Linked DNA regions of Mus musculus: regions 1, 2, 3, 4, 5 and 6 are each linked to region 7. A link is a contact called in public HiChIP or PLAC-seq and promoter capture Hi-C data. All regions are on one chromosome and are shown on one strand. The core of a region is the stretch at or near the end of the contact, and the rest is flanking DNA. Distances in the headings are between cores, read along the strand shown. Region 1 holds the start of Pgbd1 (piggyBac transposable element derived 1). Region 2 holds the start of Mrs2 (MRS2 magnesium transporter). Region 3 holds the start of Vmn1r199 (vomeronasal 1 receptor 199). Region 4 holds the start of Vmn1r192 (vomeronasal 1 receptor 192). Region 5 holds the start of Zkscan8 (zinc finger with KRAB and SCAN domains 8). Region 6 holds the start of BC005537 (cDNA sequence BC005537). Region 7 holds the start of C230035I16Rik (RIKEN cDNA C230035I16 gene).

Evidence for each region. Promoter capture Hi-C pulls out the DNA fragments that hold promoters and counts their contacts. HiChIP or PLAC-seq counts read pairs in DNA pulled down with a chosen protein or histone mark.
Region 1: a contact with region 7 is called in an H3K4me3 HiChIP or PLAC-seq map of bone marrow-derived macrophages, with 5 times the contacts expected there. The contact joins the promoter of Pgbd1 here to the promoter of C230035I16Rik in region 7. A contact is called at or near these places in 6 of 39 promoter capture datasets (the HPC-7 cell line, cranial neural crest, hematopoietic stem and progenitor cells and 3 more), 2 of 484 Hi-C or Micro-C datasets (B cells and CD4 T cells), 5 of 115 datasets of contacts at active chromatin or transcription factors (astrocytes, bone marrow-derived macrophages, craniofacial prominence and 2 more) and 1 of 9 other capture datasets (liver).
Region 2: a contact with region 7 is called in a promoter capture Hi-C map of pre-B cells, with 4 times the contacts expected there. The contact joins the promoter of Mrs2 here to the promoter of C230035I16Rik in region 7. A contact is called at or near these places in 1 of 39 promoter capture datasets (pre-B cells) and 1 of 484 Hi-C or Micro-C datasets (B cells).
Region 3: a contact with region 7 is called in a promoter capture Hi-C map of hippocampal neurons, with 2.6 times the contacts expected there. The contact joins the promoter of Vmn1r199 here to the promoter of C230035I16Rik in region 7. A contact is called at or near these places in 2 of 39 promoter capture datasets (hippocampal neurons and liver), 1 of 115 datasets of contacts at active chromatin or transcription factors (embryonic stem cells) and 2 of 9 other capture datasets (adipose tissue and embryonic stem cells).
Region 4: a contact with region 7 is called in a promoter capture Hi-C map of liver, with 5 times the contacts expected there. The contact joins the promoter of Vmn1r192 here to the promoter of C230035I16Rik in region 7. A contact is called at or near these places in 2 of 39 promoter capture datasets (cranial neural crest and liver), 2 of 115 datasets of contacts at active chromatin or transcription factors (embryonic stem cells and large pre-B cells) and 1 of 9 other capture datasets (pancreatic islet).
Region 5: a contact with region 7 is called in an H3K4me3 HiChIP or PLAC-seq map of bone marrow-derived macrophages, with 9 times the contacts expected there. The contact joins the promoter of Zkscan8 here to the promoter of C230035I16Rik in region 7. A contact is called at or near these places in 8 of 39 promoter capture datasets (the 3T3-L1 cell line, cranial neural crest, frontonasal cranial neural crest and 4 more), 3 of 484 Hi-C or Micro-C datasets (all in CD4 T cells), 5 of 115 datasets of contacts at active chromatin or transcription factors (astrocytes, bone marrow-derived macrophages, embryonic forebrain and 2 more) and 3 of 9 other capture datasets (adipose tissue, macrophages and pancreatic islet).
Region 6: an H3K27ac HiChIP or PLAC-seq map of bone marrow-derived dendritic cells shows a contact between it and region 7, with 9 times the contacts expected there. The contact joins the promoter of BC005537 here to the promoter of C230035I16Rik in region 7. A contact is called at or near these places in 1 of 39 promoter capture datasets (pre-B cells) and 1 of 115 datasets of contacts at active chromatin or transcription factors (bone marrow-derived dendritic cells).

What each region holds. Positions count from the first base shown.
Region 1 is chr13:21,439,182-21,442,377 of GRCm38.p6, reverse strand. It overlaps Pgbd1 (piggyBac transposable element derived 1), which reads left to right and starts at 1,325. Exons shown (of 5, transcript NM_001162920.1): 1 at 1,325-1,618. It overlaps Zscan26 (zinc finger and SCAN domain containing 26), which reads left to right. Exons shown (of 6, transcript NM_001347491.1): 6 at 1-198. 4930470G03Rik (RIKEN cDNA 4930470G03 gene) reads right to left here and starts at 1,907. Exons shown (of 4, transcript NR_151504.1): 1 at 877-1,907; 2 at 597-742.
Region 2 is chr13:25,018,971-25,021,909 of GRCm38.p6, reverse strand. It overlaps Mrs2 (MRS2 magnesium transporter), which reads left to right and starts at 1,593. Exons shown (of 11, transcript NM_001013389.2): 1 at 1,593-1,828. The coding sequence starts at 1,666.
Region 3 is chr13:22,381,201-22,384,245 of GRCm38.p6, reverse strand. Vmn1r199 (vomeronasal 1 receptor 199) reads right to left here and starts at 1,708. Exons shown (of 1, transcript NM_134213.1): 1 at 605-1,708. The coding sequence starts at 1,708. The coding sequence ends at 605.
Region 4 is chr13:22,186,567-22,189,558 of GRCm38.p6, reverse strand. Vmn1r192 (vomeronasal 1 receptor 192) reads left to right here and starts at 1,511. Exons shown (of 1, transcript NM_145845.1): 1 at 1,511-2,413. The coding sequence starts at 1,511. The coding sequence ends at 2,413.
Region 5 is chr13:21,529,658-21,532,779 of GRCm38.p6, reverse strand. It overlaps Zkscan8 (zinc finger with KRAB and SCAN domains 8), which reads left to right and starts at 1,666. Exons shown (of 6, transcript NM_139141.4): 1 at 1,666-1,835. Gm32724 (a long non-coding RNA gene) reads right to left here and starts at 1,711. Exons shown (of 5, transcript XR_001780870.1): 1 at 1,626-1,711.
Region 6 is chr13:24,800,272-24,803,305 of GRCm38.p6, reverse strand. It overlaps BC005537 (cDNA sequence BC005537), which reads right to left and starts at 1,649. Exons shown (of 5, transcript NM_024473.3): 1 at 1-1,649.
Region 7 is chr13:23,429,681-23,433,073 of GRCm38.p6, reverse strand. C230035I16Rik (RIKEN cDNA C230035I16 gene) reads left to right here and starts at 2,057. Exons shown (of 4, transcript NR_015492.1): 1 at 2,057-2,364; 2 at 2,722-2,845. n-TAagc13 (a tRNA gene) reads right to left here and starts at 1,662; the gene lies at 1,590-1,662. n-TYgta7 (a tRNA gene) reads left to right here; the gene lies at 1-84.

The sequences.
Region 1 (3,196 bases), core at 76-2,575, 2.0 Mb after region 7:
ACATAAAAACATAATTATTGATAGTGTAAAGAGAATACTTTTCTATGGAAATAATGATATTGACAGTATTGTAAACAGTCTGTAAAGTGTTAATAAAGTTTCAAAGTAATTTTTGAATAAAATTAAAGCTATAAAAAGAAAGTAAAGATTTTTAAATGGTGTTTCCTACAGCATTACTTAATAAAGAATATAACTAAACCTGCATTATTGAGGATAGTTAAGTAAATTATTGTACCCTATACAACGGAATATTGTTGGGATGTTTATGCTTATGGGTCTGGGAGAGGCTCGGTTGGTAAAATGCCTATGACAGTGGTAGGGATGGTAGTATAGAGCTATAATCCCCCTGGGGGTGGGGGATCCCCAGAGCTTGCTGGCAGCCAATGTAGCTGCATCAGTGAGCCCCAAGATTCAGTAAGAGACCTTGTCTAAAAAATAAAGTTGAAGAGTTATAGAGAAAAGCCTCAGGAATCGACCTCTGGCCTCCATACCCACATGCACATGTGGATGTTCATAAACACTCAAAACAACAATATTTTTCAGCTGCTATAGAAAAAGGATTGCTGTCTTAGCCAAATAATAAAGTGCAAACTTACATTTTGATTTCCGTAAGTGCTTCAAAAGCTATTATTCTCGATGAACAAAACGTTCCCAAATGTCCTGAGAATTTATAAGACATCTCTAGGAAGGTTGTGGTGGTAGATCCGCCAGTAAGTGCTTGCCAACACACCTGAGTTCAATCCTTGAGACCCACAAAGCAAGAGAGCTCCAAGTTGTCATATGATCTCCCAGTCGAATACACAGGAAGTAAATATGGTTAACTTTTGAATTCAAGCTACCTGGGATTTTGCACGCATATAAAATCTGTATACTCACCTTAGGGCTTTGTTGGGTATTTACCCAACTGACTGTCCGCACAAGACCCTGTAAAGGCCAACTCAGCTTTGTCTTTATGGAAGACAGTCTAGGAAAATTTTTCTTTTGTGGTGCTGGGGACCGAACCCAGTAAGTATGTCAAGCAAGAGCGCTCCCTCAGGTACATCCTACAGGGTTTTTTGGTTTTTTTTTTTTTTTTTTTTGTTGTTGTTGTTGTTGAAATGATTTACGGAAATGAGCGCGTGTTTGGTTTCTTCGAAACTACCAGGAGAGGTGCGGGTCAGGAAAACCACGACCTGGCTCCACCGGTGCACCAGAGATTGTCACCAGGCTTCTAAGGAGCACAACGCTTGCCGGAAGTTGCCAGTGAGTCTCCAGCTCCAACTACAGGAAGTGCCCCCTCGGTGCCCAGCTCCGTCTGCAGGAAGTGCCCCCTGTCCTTCATCCCTTTGGACTCCTTCCCGCCGACCTTCATCGTCGCGGGCTCGGAGACTAACAGCAAGAACCGCCAGGCTGTGGCGCTCTGGCCTCTTGGCTCTGGTCGCAGGCTTTTTTCATGAGCTTCGGCACATCCTCACGTCCTCGTAGCACACGTTCCCTAAACTTTTAAGCAGCAAATAGACACCCTTAGCTGCTGGGCGCTGGCGTATATAATTTTAGCGTAGATCTGGGCAGGTTAGAGCCCTGGCGAAGGCACTACAGGTACATCTATTACGTTCGTCCGGTCTTTGTTGGGTATCAGGTACGTGCTGCGATTCTAGTTTATGTAGAGGTCTGCCAGGAGCAGGGGTGGCTGTGCAGTGATCTGCAATAGAAGCTGGAGAACGGAGTACGTGCACCCAGAGGTGCACACCCGGTTGCCACCTGTGTGGCTCAGTTTTCCCATTCCTATTTTAGGTTCGAGGGTAGCCACGATAGATTATGCAGGTACAGAGCAGGTCTTGTGTCAGTAGGAATTTACATTGGAAGGATAGACCAATACAGAGCAGGAAAAAAAACTGTCACCCTGAATTCGAGGAACTGGGAAGTCCATGGTTTTTTTAGTAGGTAGGAACTAACTTCTTTTATTCTAGGATTAACTTTACTCATGGAAAATAATTAGGTGCTTAATATACTTGGTGGTAAACTAAACGGGAGACGCAGGTAAGATTGGATTCTGGGAGTTTGAAGTTAGCCCAAGGAGAAGTTTCTGATGGTTGCCATGGTTTTGTACGTGCGTGTGCGTGTGCGTGTGCGTGTGTGTGTGTGTGTGTAATGGCAGTCTGACCTCAAAGGACGCTAGAAGTTTGTCCTCACCAGCAAGCAAGCAAAGTTTCCTCTCTGAACACCGTTTGCAGCTCTCTAATTCGGTGCAGATGGATGGTTCCTATATGCTGTGTATACAAGACACAAGACTGGTTCCCACTTTCAACATCAGTTCTAAGTTCCACTTTATTTTACCTATGCTTCTGACCCACTGGCTGGAAATCAGGGTTTTTACTAACTGCTCCCAGAGCTCAGATCCCACAGAACTCAGGAAACATGCTTACTGACGTGTTACAAAGCGTATTGCAAAGGATTCAGGTGAAGCAGGGATAGATATCCCTGTGTTTACGAATAAGGGGTGTGGTACTTCTATGCCCTCTGTGGAGGCATCAGTCTCCAACTGTTTGGAAGCTCCACATCCTGCCTTTTGAATTTTGATGGAGACATTATTATATAGACCTAGTTAATTGAATAACTGTTCGGTGGTCATCCATTTAACTTACAGCTTATCCCATCCAAAGGAGTTTTATTTTGTTTTGTTTTGTTTGTTTTTAAAGCAACATGGCTCTAAGAACACCCACACTATTATGTAACCACCACAATGAATTGAGATCTGCAAGCTAACTCAGGGGTTATTCCTGGATAGTAAACATTTCTAGATGCTATAGAAGAGCTACTGTATTCCTGGATTAATTTAGAAAACCACAAATGACAGCATTTTAGCATTGCTGTTCTTCACTTAAAATATTTTATACATCTTTCACATTAGTACATGTGCTGTTCCTTTTCATTTGTATTTAATAAATACATGTTCTGCCAGTGTATAATTCTTATATACTTTCATAGCTGGCCTCTTACTAATGAACTTCCAGCACTGTAAAATTATCCTTTATTTACCTGATTTAATTGTCTCCAAGGCTTATTACCTCAATCTGCTAACTTAGGCCTTGTCCTGAACATTTCTAGCTTCCATACAACCTAATCTAGGTCTAGAATGTTTTCAGCCTCTGAGACTTGCTGCTAACTAAGCTTACTCTTTCTAGTTCATTCTGATCTCTAGCTGGTTGGCCAATTC
Region 2 (2,939 bases), core at 344-2,843, 1.6 Mb before region 7:
CTTCCATTTCCCATGGGCTTAGGTTATAGCACATACCACTACACCCAGCTTGACGTTGGTTTGATTTTTTTTTTCAGATAGAATACTATAGTCATGGGTGGGTTTTTTTGTTTTTGTTTTTGTTTGTTTGTTTGTTGGTTTGTTTGTTGGTTGGTTGGTTTGGTTGGTTTTTCGTTTTGTCTTGTTGCAGTTAACCTGATGTGCTGTTTGTCCATTTTCTCCCTTAATTTGCAGTGGCTTTACCTTTTCTTTTAACAACTTCATGGTGGAGAAAAGTCCTAGATTTGGTGCTAATTCTAGGGCTGGATACAATGACCTAATATGTGCTTTACTGCTCAGACAGTTTTGAGTCCTGAGTAACAACGTGCCACATTGGCCTGACATGTCCAAGGTGTTCTGTTCAATGTCCTAACCCTGCTTTTAAAAACCTAAATAAAGCCGGGCATGGTTGGCGCACGCCTTTAATCCCAGCACTCGAGAGGCAGGGGCAGGCGGATTTCTGAGTTCAAGGCCAGCCTGGTCTACAGAGTGAGTTCCAGGACAGCCAGGGCTACACAGAGAAACCGTGTCTCGAAAAACAAAACAAAATAAAACAAAAAACCAATAAACATAAATTGGACTATTAACAAGACCATGTGTCTGAACAGCTGCCAGCACTTGCCCAATGTTTTTCAAAGGTCATGTCATGGTGCGGGGTAGGGGGCGGCGGCAATGAAGTGTTTTTTAAATAATTATTTTTCTTGAATGACTATTTCCTGGCACATGTTTTTCAAAGATTTAGCACATCAAAGTTCTAATGAAGTGAAACCTCTATCATGTCCTTTCTGTACATTCAAGGCTCGTCCTACTAGCAATGCTTAAAGTACTTCTAGCTCTCGGTGTCCAAGCCAAACATCCATGGTCTCTTCTGGAACTTTCCTTTTGTCCACAGCTTCCCACTGTTCTACTCAATCCTTAGTGCCCGGCAAGATAAATAGTCCAACATCCCCATAGCTCCATGTTCATATATCAGTGAAGAAAGTTCTGAAACTCAAGTCTGTCTTTAGTATTGTGATGTAAACAACAAGTCTATTGACAAATATTTATTTTCTCTGGGGGCGGGCTGAGGGGTGTGATTAACTAGACTGATATCAAGTAGTGCAGACTGGCCTTACACTCTAGTTAAGAATGACCTTGAACTCTGGAGGGATTGCAGCTATGCGCCAGCACACTGCTCGCTTGGGCTTTTCCTTGTTCTACAGCAAAAGCTTAACGCACTGTCCCTTCAAAGTGAGTTTTAAACACAGTAGCCTTAAATAAAACTTATTTGATTTACTAATAGTGGTAACTTCCTCATCTCCCAACTGTATATTTGTGCATACATAGATACATAGGGGACCTTTCCAGAAAGTAGAATCAATCCGCAGCTCCTCGAAACAATGGACACTTTCGGAGCTGAGCTGCTTTGGTCAGTCTACCTTCACACTTGCACGTCCTGGCTCTGTTACGGACGCAGACCGGGTCGGCAGTCACCAGACACCACGCCGGAGCATGCGTGGACGGCAGCGCGCAGGCGCGGGACGGCTCGCGCAGGCGCGGTGCGCGGTTGTCGCGGTGAGCCGGTTGACCCGAGTTCCGGCATGTCGGACCGGCGTCCTGGGGCGGCTTCCCGGTTGCCCGCGCGCCATGGAATGCCTGCGCTGCCTGCCCGGGCTGCTGCCCCGCGCCGCGCAGCCCCGGAGGGCCCTGTGGACGGCGGTCGCGCGCCTGAGCCTCGCTGCCTGCGGCGGCCGCGCGACCCCTTTGCGCTCCCGGAGCCCGAAAGCGTCGAGCACAGCCCGCGCTGCAGGTACGCGCGTCCCGCGGGGCCCCGGCGGCCTCTGTCCCGCCTGCCCTTGGCCCCGCCATCCTCACCGCCGCTCGGCCTTGCCGGGCTCACCCGGCCCTCAGTGCTCCGGCCAGCACTGCGAGGACTTGATTGCGGTTTCTTGCTTATTGGGACAGGGTCTCCTTGTGTTGCCCAGGCTGGCCGCCAATTGACAGCAGTCCGGTCTCATCCTTCTGAATGAAGCCGTTAGAAGCGTTAACCGCCTCATTGGCTACTTTCGTTTGTTTTGTTATTGTTTTAAAATTAGCATTTAAACGGCCTTCTCTGAGTTTGTATGTGGAGGTCAGATGACAGCTTGCTCGAATCAGTTGTCTTAACGCAGGGCTTGGCGGCATGCATTTTGCTGGCCATCTGCTCAGCCCAAAGTAAAGGGTTTATGACAGCACTTTTATACATACTTTTTCCTGAAACCCCCTCATCCTACTGGCCCTTTTACTTCCTTATGCTCCCTTCTATTTTCGTGTCCCAGAATTCTGTTAGGTGGGAGTTTTGTTTGTTTCGAGTCGTGGTCTCACAGTAATCCAAGCTGGCTTGAAACTCTGCTGTGGAGCCCAGACCAAAGTCGATGTTGGGCAGCAGGAAGCTACAATTAGCAAGGTTGGGGTGTTATTAATTCTGTTTATTATGTTACTTTCTTCTGGGCACATTGATACAGTTACATAGTTGCCTTGGAATAAAGTAGGGAATTCCTAGAACTGAGTTTGAATGTGAAGCCAGTGATGAGCATTAATTAACCCTTGGCGAAGTCTACTCTGCAAGTAGCCAGCCAAGGGAGCAAAAAACGCTGGGGGAAGACAGAGGAGTCTTTCTTTGCTGATGCTTTGGTGAAACCTGAGGACAGCGTTTTCCACAAATGTGACTGCACAGAAACAGTCCTGACAAGAGTGGTTTGGGCTACTACTCTTTTTTGAATTGTACTTAAATTTTTCCCATAATGAGCTGCTGTCAGTCAACACCCCCTTCCCCACACCCAGGTCTTTTGCCACAAGCTTTTTTCCTCCCTTGATAATACTTGGGAACCAAGTGGTCTGTAAGACCCAGGAACTTAACTTGTGACTCTTGTCCCTAGAGC
Region 3 (3,045 bases), core at 459-2,958, 1.0 Mb after region 7:
ACTTCAGTACCATCCATTAAATCCAGTCAATCACAGGGCATTTGGGGATCTCTTCCAGTCTGTACAGACCTCAGGCATTCACATGCTACATAGTCATAAATGCAGGCAAACTATTGGTACAGAAAATTAATACAAAAAATGTTTTATAAAGTCCCATAAAGAGTAGCCAACAGAGATTGAGATTTCTTTTTTTTTTAAATTGGATATTTTATTTATTCACATTTCAAATGTTATCAGCTTTCCCTTTCCCAGGTTACCCTCCAGAAACCCCCATCCCATCCTCCCTTTCCCTGCTTCTATTAGGGTGCTTGACCACTTATTCACCCACTCCCAACTCCGTGCCCTGGCATTCCTCTATACTGGGGTATCGAGCCTTCCCAAGACCAAGGGCTTCTCCTCCCATTGATGTCCAAATAGGCCATTCTCTGCTACAAATGCAGCTGGAGCCATGGGTCCTTCCATGTGTTCTCTTTGGTAGGTGGTTTAGCCCCTGGGATTTCTTGATTATTGCAATTTGCTAAGATAAACCTCAGTGCAAGGCTTGAATAACCAAGATTATTGTTTGAGAATAATGCATGCCTAAACTGTTGTGTGGGATTTTTTCTTACCCACAATATTGCAGAACTGAGAGTTTCTTCTTCCTTGTTGAACATATAAATAAGAGACATTTTCTCAATTTCTCCCACTGAACATGCCAACGTTCAACCAGAAGCCCATCCCTGTGAATCAGCACCAGGGGACTAAACGTTGCATAACCAAGGGTCAGAAGTTCTCGAGGATTTACCATTAAGGTGTTGTCCTTTGAGGAGAGACTTAAAATTAGGGAAAAGGCACAATCTGTCCAGTAGAAGAAAACAAAACAGAACATCAGAAGGAGAACACTCTGGGCAGCTCTCAGCTCAGGAGGAGTTCTGTAAAGAAGCTTGGAGTTCTGAAGGTAGAGGACATGCTGGTGGTGCTTATAGAGAAGAAATACCATGTAGCCACTGGCCCCTCCCATAGCACCCTGAAAGACTGCATCTCTCAGGACCATGAGAGGGAGAACAATCCCTTTTATTTTCTGACTTGGTAACATAAAATAACAATTATTGCTATCAGTCTTAAATTGTGATATATTCAGTCTTGTACTTGTGATGGAATTTATTAGGTTCATATTTATTAATGCACTGAATAACCAAAAGAATAAGAAGAATGGAAGGATGTGCCATGCAGACTTTGGCCTGAGCATCCTCCATCCAGATGCTCTGGGGCTGATGATGATGGCCTGGACCACAGTGAGGAGACTGCTGGCGCAGAGAGAGAGGCCATGGGCCACCCTTTCCAAGTAAACAATGATCTTACAGCCTGAGTCATCTAGGAAATTTCTCAAACCAAAAGCTACAATAGTCTTTGGCAGTCCTTTTGCAAGAAGGATGACAGTGTTTGTAAAAGCCAGGTGGATAAGAATAAGGTGTACGGGTTTCTTCTCAGGGCTTCCCCAACAACTGAACATGTAATTCACAGAAACAGACATGTTTCCCATAATGCCAAGCACAGTCATGAAGAGAAAAAGTATTTTCTTAATTAACTTCAAAATCATTTCTTCCTTCCTTGTGTGCAGGATGCAAATACATTTTAAAGAAAGAATCAGTAATGCTGGACATGGATCTGAACAGCACATTTTGCATGAGAGCATTTTCTGGTGTTCAAGAGGCAGTGGTGGATGCATGCTGCATGTGAGGTTTCAGAAACATCTCTCTTCCTGTGGGCTCTAGGTTAACCTGTACTAACAAGTGTTTGGTATTTGATTGCTATGTAAATTTTTTTAAAGGTTTTTGATTTAACAGCTCTACACTAGTAAAACTGACATGTTCATGTTTGTGAGTCTGTCTGTCTGTCTACATTTATGCATTACCCTCATTAACTCTCAGCATAGTTGAATTGTACTTCAAGCTTCCCCAAACAAAATTTCTTGTTTCTCCTTGTATTTCTTCATATTTCCTCACCCAGTTCCTAAAGCCCAAGGCTCATGCTGAACCTGTCTGCCTTCCCCACATCACACACAGACACTGGGAAACCCTGCTGCTCCACACCTGCAGCATCTCTCACTTTTAGTTACTTTATCTTTCACATCTCTTTGTTCTACATCCCTTTCTTATCTGCATCTTGATTAGCACAACAATGTCTAGATTTGTACTTGTCTCCTAAGTTTGTATCTTGTATTTCTATATTTTAATATTTTAAAAGTTTAGATATTGACCATTTTGTGATTTCACTCCATACAAATGATTACTGGGTACTTTCTAAAGGCAGTCCTCTATGTCAAGCAAATTGAATAACCTTCTGGGTAGGGCCCAGCAGTTAAGCCTGAATGACCAAAAGATATCCTGAAAAATTCATTTAACCACCAGGTTCCAGGCATGGAGGATGTCTAGCTGAGCTCTAGAATGCTTCCTGGGATACTGGGTAGCAGAGGGCTGTGATACAAGGGGATGTCTTTAGTGCATGTGTGAGGCACATGAGTAAGTTACCTCGGGACCTTTAAGGGAGCATGGAGCAGCTTTGTACCAGTGGCTGGTAAGGCAGATGGAAGAGGGGATTGATGAGGTGTTAGGTATTGCCATGAGATGAGTAAACATGTATGTAAGTTTATGAGTTGTGAGTCCTCATTCTGGCTGTATGCAGCAGAGAAGGTTGGAGTATACAGTTGTGAGCAGGGACTCTCCCATCTAAGAGGTCCTGATGACATTTGCCTCTGTGAGGCCTTGTGAGCAGCGGTTATGTCAGCTTGCTTTACAGCCTGCTTCTCCTCCTGTTTCTTTCCCAACCTGTTTGTCAGGCAGGCTGCTTTGTTCTACACCAATCTAAGCTGATTTCAGAACTTAAACCTCAGCAGTATGATGTTTGGAGCTCCATTCTCATACCGTGGCTATTTTTAGCAAGCTTTGGGCAACTTTCCTAGAATAAGAGCAATCTGGATCGCTTCAGTGTCTCCATGGGTTTGTGTGTTCTGAGTACTTGGAATGCCTCTGTTCCTTGCTTTCCTTCCTGTCAAGCTCACAAGAT
Region 4 (2,992 bases), core at 262-2,761, 1.2 Mb after region 7:
GCACTACACTAATATTTACATAAAGCATACAAACTGGTGTTTCTGAGGCCTGCTCACTGCCCTGTGCAGGAAGGGAAAATATACACAGGCAGCAGAGCCTTCTGAAGGCAGGGACAAGGATAATCTTAAGTGATAAAGCACTAAACAGATGCTATGAGGCATGGGGAATGGGCAAAGATCAGTCCTGGATAATACAGCACATATTACTGTGGAAATGTAAGCACCAAAGTCAACATGTCTTTGGGAGGGTTTCAAAGTAATTCAGAACTGATTTTGACGTAGATGAAATGTTAAATTGTGAAGGACAAATTGAAATTAAGGTTGTTGTGTGAAGTTCTATGTGTTTTGTGAGGTGTGATACAAATGGAGTAAGTTTCAGCCTCCAAGGCTCATTTTTTACTGCAATAAACAAAGTGAAAAAAAAGAAAAAGGAAAAACAGAGAAACTAACATACCATTCATAAAGTGATTACATTCACAGTGTGAGATATTGGGGAGGTCTGGCAGGCTGACAGATTTCTGACTAAATACATCACTAAACTAAACCCATCTTAAAACAATCGGGAAGGTACACCTTTGTTAAGACTCTTCGAGAACAGTTTTGTTGGAGTTTTGTTAGGGGAAGTGTTCCCAAGAGACATGGTAAAAACAGGATTAAGCTGGGCGTGGTGGCACATGCCTTTAATCCCAGCCCAGGCAGAGGCAGGCAGATTTCTGAGTTCGAGGCCAACCTGGTCTACAAAGTGAGTTCCAGGACAGCCTATACAGAGAAATCCTGTCTCGAAAAACAAAACAAAACAAAACACAGGATTAATTTAATTTGTTAATTAATTAAGGTAAAAAAGAAATCACTTTCACTATAATTCCACACATGCATTTTGGGAACACAAATTTAATCACAGTTAGTCCCACTTTGAGGCCATTAATCTAGATTTTCATACCCTGACTAAGTCATTAACCTGTGTATAATTTATGGTCAAGGGGCCTGAGAAGAGGAGATACCATATCATCTCAGCTGAGAACCTGGTCCACTTGACCAAGCACAACTTTCTGAGAAGCCACAAGCTTTTTATGAGTTCAACAACATTTGAGTGATGGTTGCATATGGGTCAGTGAAGAGGCCAGGATGAAGCACAAGACAGTCTAGTAGCCTGAACTCACACTGGGTGACATGAAGGAAAAGGAAGGAGCCTGCCAGGCCAATGCTCAGGACTCTGTTGGTTTAAAAATGCCAAAGTGATGCCATGCATAAAGCTTTTGTCTGGGAAGAACATGGTCATGTGAACTTGAGGAACAAAGGATTGTCGTGAAATGCAGGAAACTATCAGGTTTATGCCCTGATTTTAGCCATCATCACTTCCACGGGAAAAACAAAGACTGTGATCAACCATCCTCAGGGAAAGAAACATATGAATTTACATTGCTGAGACCATTATTTTCATCAGAATAAACATAGAAAATCTTACATGTGTTAAGGAGATTATTCCTACTGTTATGCATAAAGTCAGAAGATGAACTGGAATAATATTATCCACACAATAATCTTTCTTTCTCTGACTGGACCTGGAATTCTGGGAAATACCCTAATATTTGTGAGACATATATACATGCCTGCCTTGTGGATTGAGAAAAAGCCTGTTGACCTTATTCTCATCCACTTGGCTTTTTCTAATATAATCATTATTTGTAGCACAGGGATCAGAGATATAGCCACAGTGTTCTATTTCAGAAACTTCCTAGGTGATACTGGTTGTAAAACTGTGGTTTATCTGGCAAGGATGGCACGGGGCCTCTCCATCTGCACCACCTGTCTCCTCAGTGTGGTCCAGGCTATCACCATCAGTCCCAGGACTGCCCTTTGGACAAAGCTCAAACCACAAACAGCATGCCAAGTTCTTCCCTTTATCCTTGTCTTTTGGATTGTTAATGTTCTCATAAGCTCCAACTTGCTCTCCTACATCAAAGCAGGCAGTAGCTTGAACAGGTCTGTAGCTGCAACATTCATTGGCCACTGCTATATGCTCCAATCAAGACACATCATCAAGTGGTTTTTCCTCTCTCTCATGACTCTTCGTGATGTCATCTTTCAGAGTCTCATGGGCTGGAGCAGTGGGTCCATGGCTCTCCATCTGTATAAGCATCACAAGCATGTCCTCTACCTTTACAGCTCCAGGTCTGCAAACAACTCTGCTCCAGAAATCAGAGCTACATGGAGGGTTCTCACTCTTATGACCTGCTTCCTTTTCTTCTATTGGGTAGATTTCATTCTCTCCTTCTACACAGGTTTTTCAGTGACACATGATTCTAGTTCACTAAATATGAAAACATTTTTAGAACTTGGTTATGCTAGTTTCAGCCCCTATGTTCTGATCAGCAGAGATTTTCGTGTTCCTAATGTCTTGCATGCCCACTAAGAAGTACAAACATATATTCTATATCTAATCTCTATGAGCTAAAGGTGTATGCATTATAAATTGCTTTTCCATATTGAATTTTAGATATGGGGACATAATGTTTGCTATGCACCATAGATTGACCTGGCAGTCTGCATGCAACAGAAGCTGATTTTGAGGTAACTCAGCACTCTAATTGCTGGGATTGCAGCATTCCTCATCAAACTGTCATTTGCCTTAATATTCTATTTATCACAGTTAAATATTATATTAAAATTAAATATTATGGGAATAGAGTTCCTTTTCTAAAGCACCCTGGTACTGCACAATCTTAAGTCCTATTGAGGGTTTCTAGGCAAGTTGAAAGTGGATTCTTACCATCTTCCTATTCCATCATCTCTGCCATGTGATTTCTCCTTTTATGTGTACCGGGTAAATGCTAGAGGTAAAACTTCTATCAGAAATTGCTATTGCATTTTTTTCCAAAGACAGAGCATGAAAAAAATAGTTAGGTGGTGTCTTAGGGTTGCTTCTGTGAACAGACACCATGGCCAAGGCAAGTCTTATAAATGACAATATTTAATTAGGGCTAGTTCAGAG
Region 5 (3,122 bases), core at 417-2,916, 1.9 Mb after region 7:
TCTAGATCATAGTCCATCATTGGAGGAAGTCAGGACAGGGACTCAAGCAGACCTGGAGTCAGGAGTAGATGCAGAGGCTATGGAGAAGGCTGTTTACTGTCTTGCTTCCCCTGCTTTGTCCAGCCTTCGCTCTTATAGAACCAGGACTATCATCCATGGATGGCATCACCCAGAATAGACTGTGCCCTCCTCCATTGATCACCAATTGAAAAAATGACCTACAGCTGGATCTCATGGAGGCATCTTCTCAACTGAGGCTCTTTCCTCTCTGATGAATCTAATTTATGTCAAGTTGACACACAGAACCAGCCAGTACATGTAATAAATGCAGAAAAACCTTCATTCAACAAGAACATCTTGTTGGAAATTATAGAACACACACTGAAGTCCTATAAACATAGAGTATGGGAAAGATCTCAGTGGGCACAGAGGTGTTATTAAACATCAGAGAATCCATATAGGCTAAAACCCTATGGGTACATAAAGTGTGGAAAGCCTGTATAAGTTAGGCTCTAACTAGGTATCAGAGAATTTATAGAGTAAATTAGTTCTACTAAAAAGAGAACAGTACCAAAAATTACTTAGTGCTCAGGATTAATAGACAGAATCTACCTTAGAGACCACGAGTGCCCATAATGTGGGCAAAACTTCAATCATCATTTAAAAACTTGAATCAAAGAATATGAGTCAAATATTCTTTTATTTCTAATTTAGTTGTTTTGAAAGAGGAATCAACTTCAGAAGGCTTTAACCTATTTGTATTGACTTACATTTATAATACCAATTTTATAATCCCAAATTTATAATCACTTGATTTATGCTTTTAATCCCAACACTTGGGAAGGTGAGGCAGGAAGTTTGCCCTGCGGCCAGCTAGGGCTACAGAGAGACTTGATCTAAACTAGCAAAACAACAAAATGTAACCCTGTCTATTGTGTTCACTTGTGACCCAAGCTTGGCAATTCCTGGCTGAATATGACTTCTCCCTTCTGTTCTAGTTCTTTGCTTGTCCATTCGTTTATATGACACTAGGTAAGACATTCACATGTCCTCTGCCTCATTTCCTCGAGATGAGAATGAGATTCACCAACTCTATCTCAACAAGTTGAAACAGATAAAAGTTGTCTTTGACATTAAAAAGTAAACCAATGTTCATTGTTTTCCACCAATTTTCTATTTAAATTTTAAGTTAGGGGTCTGGTTATTTTGTAGACGTTTTGTTGTTTCCAACCATAAGTATCTGGAGGATGAGAACACTCATAGTCAAAGAGAAAGCAATGGTCAGTAGGAACTTTATAAATATACTACTGTTCCTAGGAACTACAAAGGTTTAAATTCTTCAATACGCAGTGAAAGTTGGGAATTTGGAGTAATCATGAAGCATTAATGGGAAAGCACAAGGTAACTAAGAAGAATAAAGAGAAATCCGTTAAGTATACTCCTGAGCCCAGCGCAGGCCTCTGGATCTGTGATCAGCCACCCAACTCTTAAACTTGTCACCTGAAGCCCGAGGCTGGCCAGACAAAAGCTTAGGTGACTTAAAGCTATGTCACTCCTCAGGATGTCCCGCATAGCCGCCCTCCACCTGGTGTAGCTGAGGGCGCTCGGTCCTTTTGCTGGCCTACCATAGAGCTGTCAGACCTCCGAGCTTCCTAGAGAGCTTCCGGAAGTGGCTGTGGGGCAAGATGCGTGCTGCCCGGCTCTGCGGCTCCAAGGGTTTGGAACTTAGCGGCTGCAGGGGTCCCGCTCGGGTTCGGTGTCCGTCGCGTCTCCTCGCGCGCTTCCCTGTCCGCGCTGTGCCGCCTCCCGCCCTCGGGCAGCGTGGGGAGCTCTCGGTGAGTGCGCTGGGCCGAGCAGGGGCGCTCGGGCAGCGGAGGCCCGAGAGCGGGGAGCGGGTCGGTTCAGGGCCTGCCGCCGCTGAGCAGGCCGACACCCGGCCCCAACTTCCTACGGGATGGCTCTCCTCATCGCCAGTCATCATGTATATAATTTTGCACTCGCTCTTACTTGTAAAGCCGGCCCGTGTACCAACTGTTTCTACTCAGCAGTTTTGCCGATCGGTCTCAAAATTCATTTTTAAAGATAATAATTTTTTTCTTTTGAAGCCTCTACCCCACGTGGAAATCTTTGATTTTTTTTTTTTTTGTTACTCTTTTTTTTTTTTTTCTACCCATAAAAGAAGTATATTATGAAAGTAGTTCATGTAATGGCTGAACAGTTGTATGCAAAAGAAATACTTTAAGTAATTCTGGGGTAACAAAATTAAACCTTATTCAGAATACTTTGCTTACCTAGTTTATTAAAGCTAACTGAAATAGAATCTTGAAAATTCGGTAGGTTCCCATTCCCAAAACTCGGGTCATTCATGAGTAATCTCTGTTGGATTTCTAAGACGTTGACCACCACTTGACCACATACTTCTATTTGTCCGATTCACTTAAGTATTGCTATGCAGCAATCATCATTTTAGTGAATGTGCACGTTTTGAGTTCCTTGTGGTTAAATATAAAAATGTCAGTCTTAAAAGCATTCATCAAAGCAACTTCCTTGAGAAGCCCATAGCCACGCTTGTGCGTCTGGCCCTCTCCTGAGTGCCTTTCTCCTAACCCTCATGCTCAAGCCTTATTAAAATAACTTTTAAAATCTCCAAAACAAACAAACAAAATGAATGAATGCCATTTCAGATAACTACAAAGCATGTTTGTTTCATCTACTTCTTCTTAATCTCTAAAACCTGGAGATTATCATTCCTGGTTTGTATTCGGTTCTCAGACATCTCTCAAGTTTAATTAATCAGAAAGGAAAGTACATCTCCTGCATCTCTTGAGAAGCCAGTATTTGAGTTGTGCCTTCCTTAGTTTTCAAGGCTTTAACATTTTCGATCCCGAATAAGCCTAAGATTGTTGCCTTTCCGTTCATAAGGCAATCATCCTGACCAGATGTTCTTCAAGGATGGTGTGTAGGGATCAGTGTTTCTCTGTAGGTACTTTCCAACACTGCAATGTGTATGCACAAAATTATTAGAGAGGAGAATGAAATGGCCATGTATGTTGGTGCATGCCCGTAATTAATTGCATGCTGTACTAGGGTTGGGAAATCACCAGTTTGAAAACAACCTTAGA
Region 6 (3,034 bases), core at 400-2,899, 1.4 Mb before region 7:
CAACAGAAACAAGTCATTTTTTTTCCTGCTAATATGATTGAATAGCTAAATCACAACTGTAACCCCCAAACTGCACCTTCTAACAATATTAGCAGACTGTCATACCACAGGGTCAAGAAACAAAAGTTGCTGTCCAGTCATGTTTGGACAATAATGTTTGGGGGTTAGATGGGGAAGGTGAAGGGGAAGGAAAGAAAGAGGAGAAAAAAACTTGGAACTAACTTTCTGGAAAACACATGTGGCTAAACTGCCAAAATAAAAGCCATTGAGGGGAAAATGAAAAACCGATCATCAGGATTTAGGTGCGCAGTAAAACACAGCTGACACCGGTCCAATCCTTGAAACCCATTCGCATAGTCCCTTTTCAGAAAAGGGATTAAGAAATTGAGAAAAGGGAGGGAAAATTGTGATGTTGCTTCCCAAATACAGGGAAAAAAAAAATACCCCCCCCAAAACAAAAAACCCAAAAACTGAAAACCACCAAAACAGGGTAGGTGAATGAAACTGAAATCCCCAGTTGGATTTTACCCAGCCAGATCCATGGCTGTAGTACCTGATTAATTCTTAGTTATTTCAGATTTCACTACTGCTATGAACTGTCAGTGCTTTGCTATTGATTACACTTGGTGGTGAGCAAAGAGAAAAGTGCAAAATCAGCAGAGAAAGAAGGGGAGAGGTACAGGGTTTCCCTGCAATCAACTACAGTGTATACCGGGGGTGGACAGCTGTTGCCCAAAGGAGTCATGAGAAAAAACAGCGGAGTCATTACCAACTTCCCCATCACCCACGTTTTCACCCTCAGGCGGCTGCGAACGCTGCTGCCAAGGAGAACCATGATGGCAGAGGGAAAGGGGGGTCTATTAAACGGTATTAATAGTTATTCCGGCTCTGTGATTAGCCCTGATTAATGCCCGGGATCCAAGCACCCTTAGCCCTGCGGTGGGTTCTACATTCCCCGGGGAGCCCTCCGTATAAATTTGACCCCGTTCAAGTTCGGGATGGTAGGGAGTTCGATTATCTTCGTGTGAGCATGGCTGAGGCTAAGGTGGCGGGTTCTCCCACGTCCCAGGCCGGGCCCGGGGATCACCTGCCTTCGACCCCCAGGTCCCACCCACAACCCCTGGCCTTCAGCGGCAGCGACTCACTCGCACCACGGGAGACACTGGATCACTCGGGTTCTCACTCATTTCAATGTGGAAACAATTCCCGCCCGGGTAGAGGAGGCGGGAAGAGAGTTAAGTAGGAAGGATCAGTTGGGAGGAGGGGAAAAGAAGAGAATAATCGTGTTAATAATAATTACTTCTTAAAAGGAAGCCCACCCTCCCACCCCAAAAAAAAGCAAGGAATGAAGTTCCCGGGTTCTAGATTCGCTTTTCCCGTTCAACAGCCCATGTTTCCCGAGTGGGGGCGGCTGGGTGGTTTCCCAAGGGGACAGAGAGGCCGGGATCTAGGCGGCAGGGCGGGGTCCCCGCGGAGAGGAGAGCGGGACTCGCAGGCCGACCGTCGGTGGGCCGTCTAGCCGCAGCCTGCGGGCGGAGCGGCGGCTGCGGAGGAGGAGGCGGCGGCGGCGGCGGGGGCGCTGCTCGTGGCGCGGGCGGGAGCCATGTCAAGAGAACACGACGGGCCGACGGAGCCCCTCCATGCCCGCTGCGCTGCGCTCTGTGGCCGGGCCACGCGCGCTGCTGCCGCCACTCAGCCCCCACCTGGGCCCCATAGTCGGGCTCGGCGCCCCGGGCGGCGACGGAGGGAAGGACGCGGCGCGGGGTTGGTAGGGGGAGGGGGGAGACGGCGAGGAAGAGGAAAGCGCGCGGGAGGGAAGAGGGAAGGAGGGGAGCCCTGCGCTACGGCCTGTCCGCGGAGTGAGCCCGGCAAAGTTGTCTCGGTTCGAGCGTCGGCTCCCGAGGCCTGCTTCGCCCAACAGTCCGGTTCAGGAAGATAGTCCAAGAGAGAGCCCCGACGGATGGGGGGAGAGAGCCGCAACGGAGGAGGAGGTCGAGCGTCCGCGGGGCCACAGCCTCGGTTCCCCCACCCCCCGCACCGGAGTGGCTTCAGAAGCAGCGGCTGCCGCTGGAACCTCCCGGGTCCGGGGCTGAGTCGCGTTTGAGGAAAAGAAACAAGAACAAACAACTTAAAATGGCAGCGACGGCTGCTGCGTCACCCGCCCCTCCGCGGCACCGCCCCGAGCGCTCTACGCCTGCGCGCGCCCCGGACGCTACCATCTGTGGCAAAAACTGAAGGGGGAGGCGGGAAAAGAAGCGTGAAGGTTTTCACAGTTATGGAGACAGAAAAACCGAAAAGCTAGTAATGTGTGACATATAAAAGTCGGTATAAATAGTGAGTAGCTTTGAAATTAGGCTTTCAGTAAGATACTTCTTTTCCTAGGGGTGTTTGAGAACACACATTTCCCCTATTTATCAATATGGAAAGTCCTAAGGCGTGGCAAGGGTCTCCCGCCACTCCCTCCGCCCCTCTGTCCCTCCGTCAGGCTGTCCAGGTCTCCCCCGCCCCGTCCTTTTACGTCATAAGAGCACGCCCCCTACGCCCTCCATGACGAAGCGGAGAGAGTAGCTCCACCCTGGGCTATGCTGGGGAGCGGTAGTTGGACTTAGGGGGTGGGGTAGGGTGGGGGTCCTGTTAAAGCAGCGGTTCTCAACCTGTGGGTCGCACCCCATACGGGAGAATCCAATGATCCTTTTATAGAGGTTGCCTAAGACCATCGGAAAACATTAACATTCATAACAGCAGCAACATTACAGTTAAGAAGTAGCAACAGAAATTTACGGTTGGGAGTCAGCACAATATGAGGAACAGTACTGAAGGATCTTAGCAATGGGGAGGTTGAGAATCACTGCTCCAGAGATGCTCAAAAGCCAAAGCCGGGGAAGTGGGCGGAAAAATGGGTGTTGGAAGGGCCAGAGTGAGGAAGAAACCCGGAAGACTGAAGGGTGGTTAGGGTCATTTTATTATTCCCTAGAAGTCGGCCAGTTGGCAACAACGGAGAAATCATTTCGAGTTAGCGGAATGAAGCTTGCTT
Region 7 (3,393 bases), core at 808-3,307:
CGATAGCTCAGTTGGTAGAGCGGAGGACTGTAGGTCATTGTTCTAGAAATCCTTAGGTCGCTGGTTCGAATCCGGCTCGAAGGAACCCTTGTTTTTTTTAGCGTCTGGGAGCTCGTTTCCGAAAGAATTGAGCGGGACTTTTCGTATTTGACTGACCTCAATACTACTCTCGATGTGCAAAGTAGTGACTGTAGATTTTATAATTTGTTCTCTGTAATAGTTTTTAATACTTCCAAGCAGGCTTTGACGTCATAGATCACATAACCCCACCCCTGGAGATCCTTGTGCCCTGGAATAAAGGGGCCGGCGACGACCTGTAGACACGAGGTTTGGGGCCGGGTGTGCTCCTGAACCCGCCCAGTGGCCGAGAGTGAATACAGGTCCTGTGGTTAATCGGTGGGGCACGCGCGCCCTCCAGTAGTCAGAGCGTTCTCAGCAGCTGGACCTCAGGCTCAAGTTTCTCAGTAGGCATCTTCCTATCACCTCACGGCAGGAGGAAAATCCTGTTCCTTCAAGCTTTTGGTTTAACTATGTTACGATGGTTTTGTTTCAAGAGTCTGGGGGGAAATTGGTGTAAATCAGAATGACCTGGAGACATTTTACAACCTAGGGGATGCGAATTTAAAAAGTTATACAGGCGATTTTAATGTGCTGCAAGGGCTTTAAAACGCTGCTAGAGCGTTTCTCTTAAAAAACAAACAAAACAAAACAAAACAAAACAAAACAAATGGCATTGCTGGAAACGGAATGGCAGTTTTAGGGGAGAAATGCAAGAGGAGATTTAGTTCAAAGAAAATACAGAGAAACCCTGTCTCGAAAAATAAAAAAAGAAAAGAAAAAAAAAGAAAGAAAATCTCACCTATCAGTAGCGCATATTTGCTAATTTTGTGCTAATCCTTTTAAACTGCGTTACTCCTGCTCTCAAAATCAGTTACCTGTAGAATCGTGTCAATGAGAGATTAATATTAAGTAAGACAAAGTAATTGACAAAGATTTCAGTTCAACATATCGAAAGTTGTACAAGGGTTTTTGTGCTTGCAATTTCTTGTACCTTCCATCCCATGTGTCAGAACTTTTCTCTAAGCAAATAATTTTCAGAAAGATAGAAAATAGTTCAATTTTTTTCTTTAAAGATAACGTTTGGGCCTCGGATATAAAATATATTAGATAGTCCTGGACTAGGCGTTTCTGCAAGGCACAGTAAGTTCCAACCCACAAGAGCTGGTCCTACATTTCTTTCCATATCTTGGGCTGTATTCCGGGATATTCCAGTGCCGGTAACTGAACTGAAACAAAAAAAGCAAACGACCTAGATCCAAACACCGCTATATACGCTTCCCTGTCTCAACAAAGGGAACGCGTTTGCGCGTTAACAAAGGGAAAGCTGTGAGAACTTGATAGGAAAACAGGAAATACCAACTCCAGAGCTCCAAGCCATTTCCTGGAGAACAGTGTGTGGTAGGAACTAGGCCCTTCCGGGTTGCTGAGAGAACTTCTGAAATTTAACTATAGAGGTTAGAAGTAACGGATTTGGTTGTTCTTGTTCTAGCAGGGTATGATGGGAAAAGAAACAGGCATAAATGCAAAACTGGAGAATGCGGGCATCGATCCCGCTACCTCTCGCATGCTAAGCGAGCGCTCTACCATTTGAGCTAATTCCCCTTCTGATGGTAAGTGGCTGCTACCTTACTCCCTTTTGATAACTGGATGTAATTCAATGCTCGCTGTTATTTTCAGCTCATCAAACAGAAATTGTGGGAGTGGGAGTGGGGTGGGGGTGGGGGTGGGGTGGAGGGGGTGTTAGTGTGTTTGTTGATATGATTTTTTTTATGTCTAATAAAATCCGAACAAGATGATAAAAACTGAAGTGGAGAAAGTAAAATGGAGTATTTAAGAAAGAGTTTCCTGAGTTAGGGTTGGTGTTTTATAATCCCAGAACTGCAGGGAAGGGGAAGAAAGAAGTCCTAAGGCAGGAGAATTGCCCCCTCTTTGAGGCCATCTTGTTTTACATAGCAAAAAGTGAGATTGTGGCTTGGTTGTCACGGAACAGTCCCGGGGTTACTTGCGCCCTCTATAAATGAAAGACGGTACCGCCAGTTCTGGGAATCGCACAGGGGTGCGTACAAATGGACCAGGACGCGGAGAGCACGGAAACAACGGTGCTGGGACCTTGTGCACAGAATCCAGATGCCAGATGGGAATTAAACATTCGGCCGAGAAAAGCAATCTAGTTCCCTGGGCTCGACTTTGACTCACTCCTTGGTCTGCACCAATCCTCACATCCCTCAGGTCCTCTAACTTTTACGACAGTATCCAGAAATCGATTCTTTGGTCTCTACGGCTCCAGAAGGCTCGCTCATCAAGGTCAGTCCTTTGTCTGGCTGTTTTCTTCCTTTTTTCTTTTTCTTTTTCTTTTTCTTTTTTTCTTTTTCTTTTCCTTTTTTTCCTTTCTCTTTCTTTCTCTTTCCTTTCTTCTCTTCCTTCCTTTCTTTTTTTCTTCTTTTTTTAAAATCACTGCCGGAGGCCACATGGCCAAAAGTGAAAGGGTCTGTCCTGGTTAATTTCTCTTCCCTGCAGGCACTGTTTCGAGGAGTTTCAAAATTAATTTTTCCAAAGAAAATATCGAGAAACTGGTAATTTTGTTGAGGTAGAGCCATGGCCCGAAATTCACTGTGTAGTTGAAGATGACCCCGGAGTCATGATCCTTCTGCTTTCTTTCAGAAACGTTCCATTACCTTCGATTAGAAGTGGATACATATATGATTTTGGCCTAAAAAAAAATTTGCAAAAAGGGAGAATGCAAACTTGTCCTTTTCCTTTTGGATTTACGGAGTGCCAGTATCAGGTGTGGTTCCAGGTTCCCGTTCCAGGTTCCAGATAAGGCTGTGGTGAGGTCTCGAGCAGACAAGCACAAGTCCAATTGCCTCTTCTTTTGAAAGTTCGTCAAAAAGACTTCTGCTTGTGGGCTTAATGTTTATTTCTTTAAAACTCAATAAAATCGGAGCAAGATAATTAGAACTAAAAGAGAGAAAGTGAAACATTTAAGTCAGTGATTCTAGAGCCAGCTGTGGGGTGGTGTATCTCAGCAGCGGGGGTGGGTGGTGGGGGTGAGTTGGAGGCCTGCCTGGATAGCTTCATGAATACCAGCTAGTCAGAGCTAGAAAACAAGTCCTGTAAATATGAAGAAATAAATGAATAAACAAATAGGGAAAGGAAATAAAAGAAAAAGAAACACACATCCCGAAATTTGACCCCATGTCTCTGAACTGTGCAAAAAGCCCATACGAGGTCTTTCCAGGGACTTTAGACCACCCGCAACACTAGCTTTTCTCTTTTGCTTATTTATTACAGTCAGGGTTGACAAAAAGAGAATGGTTTTCTGTGGGAAGAAAC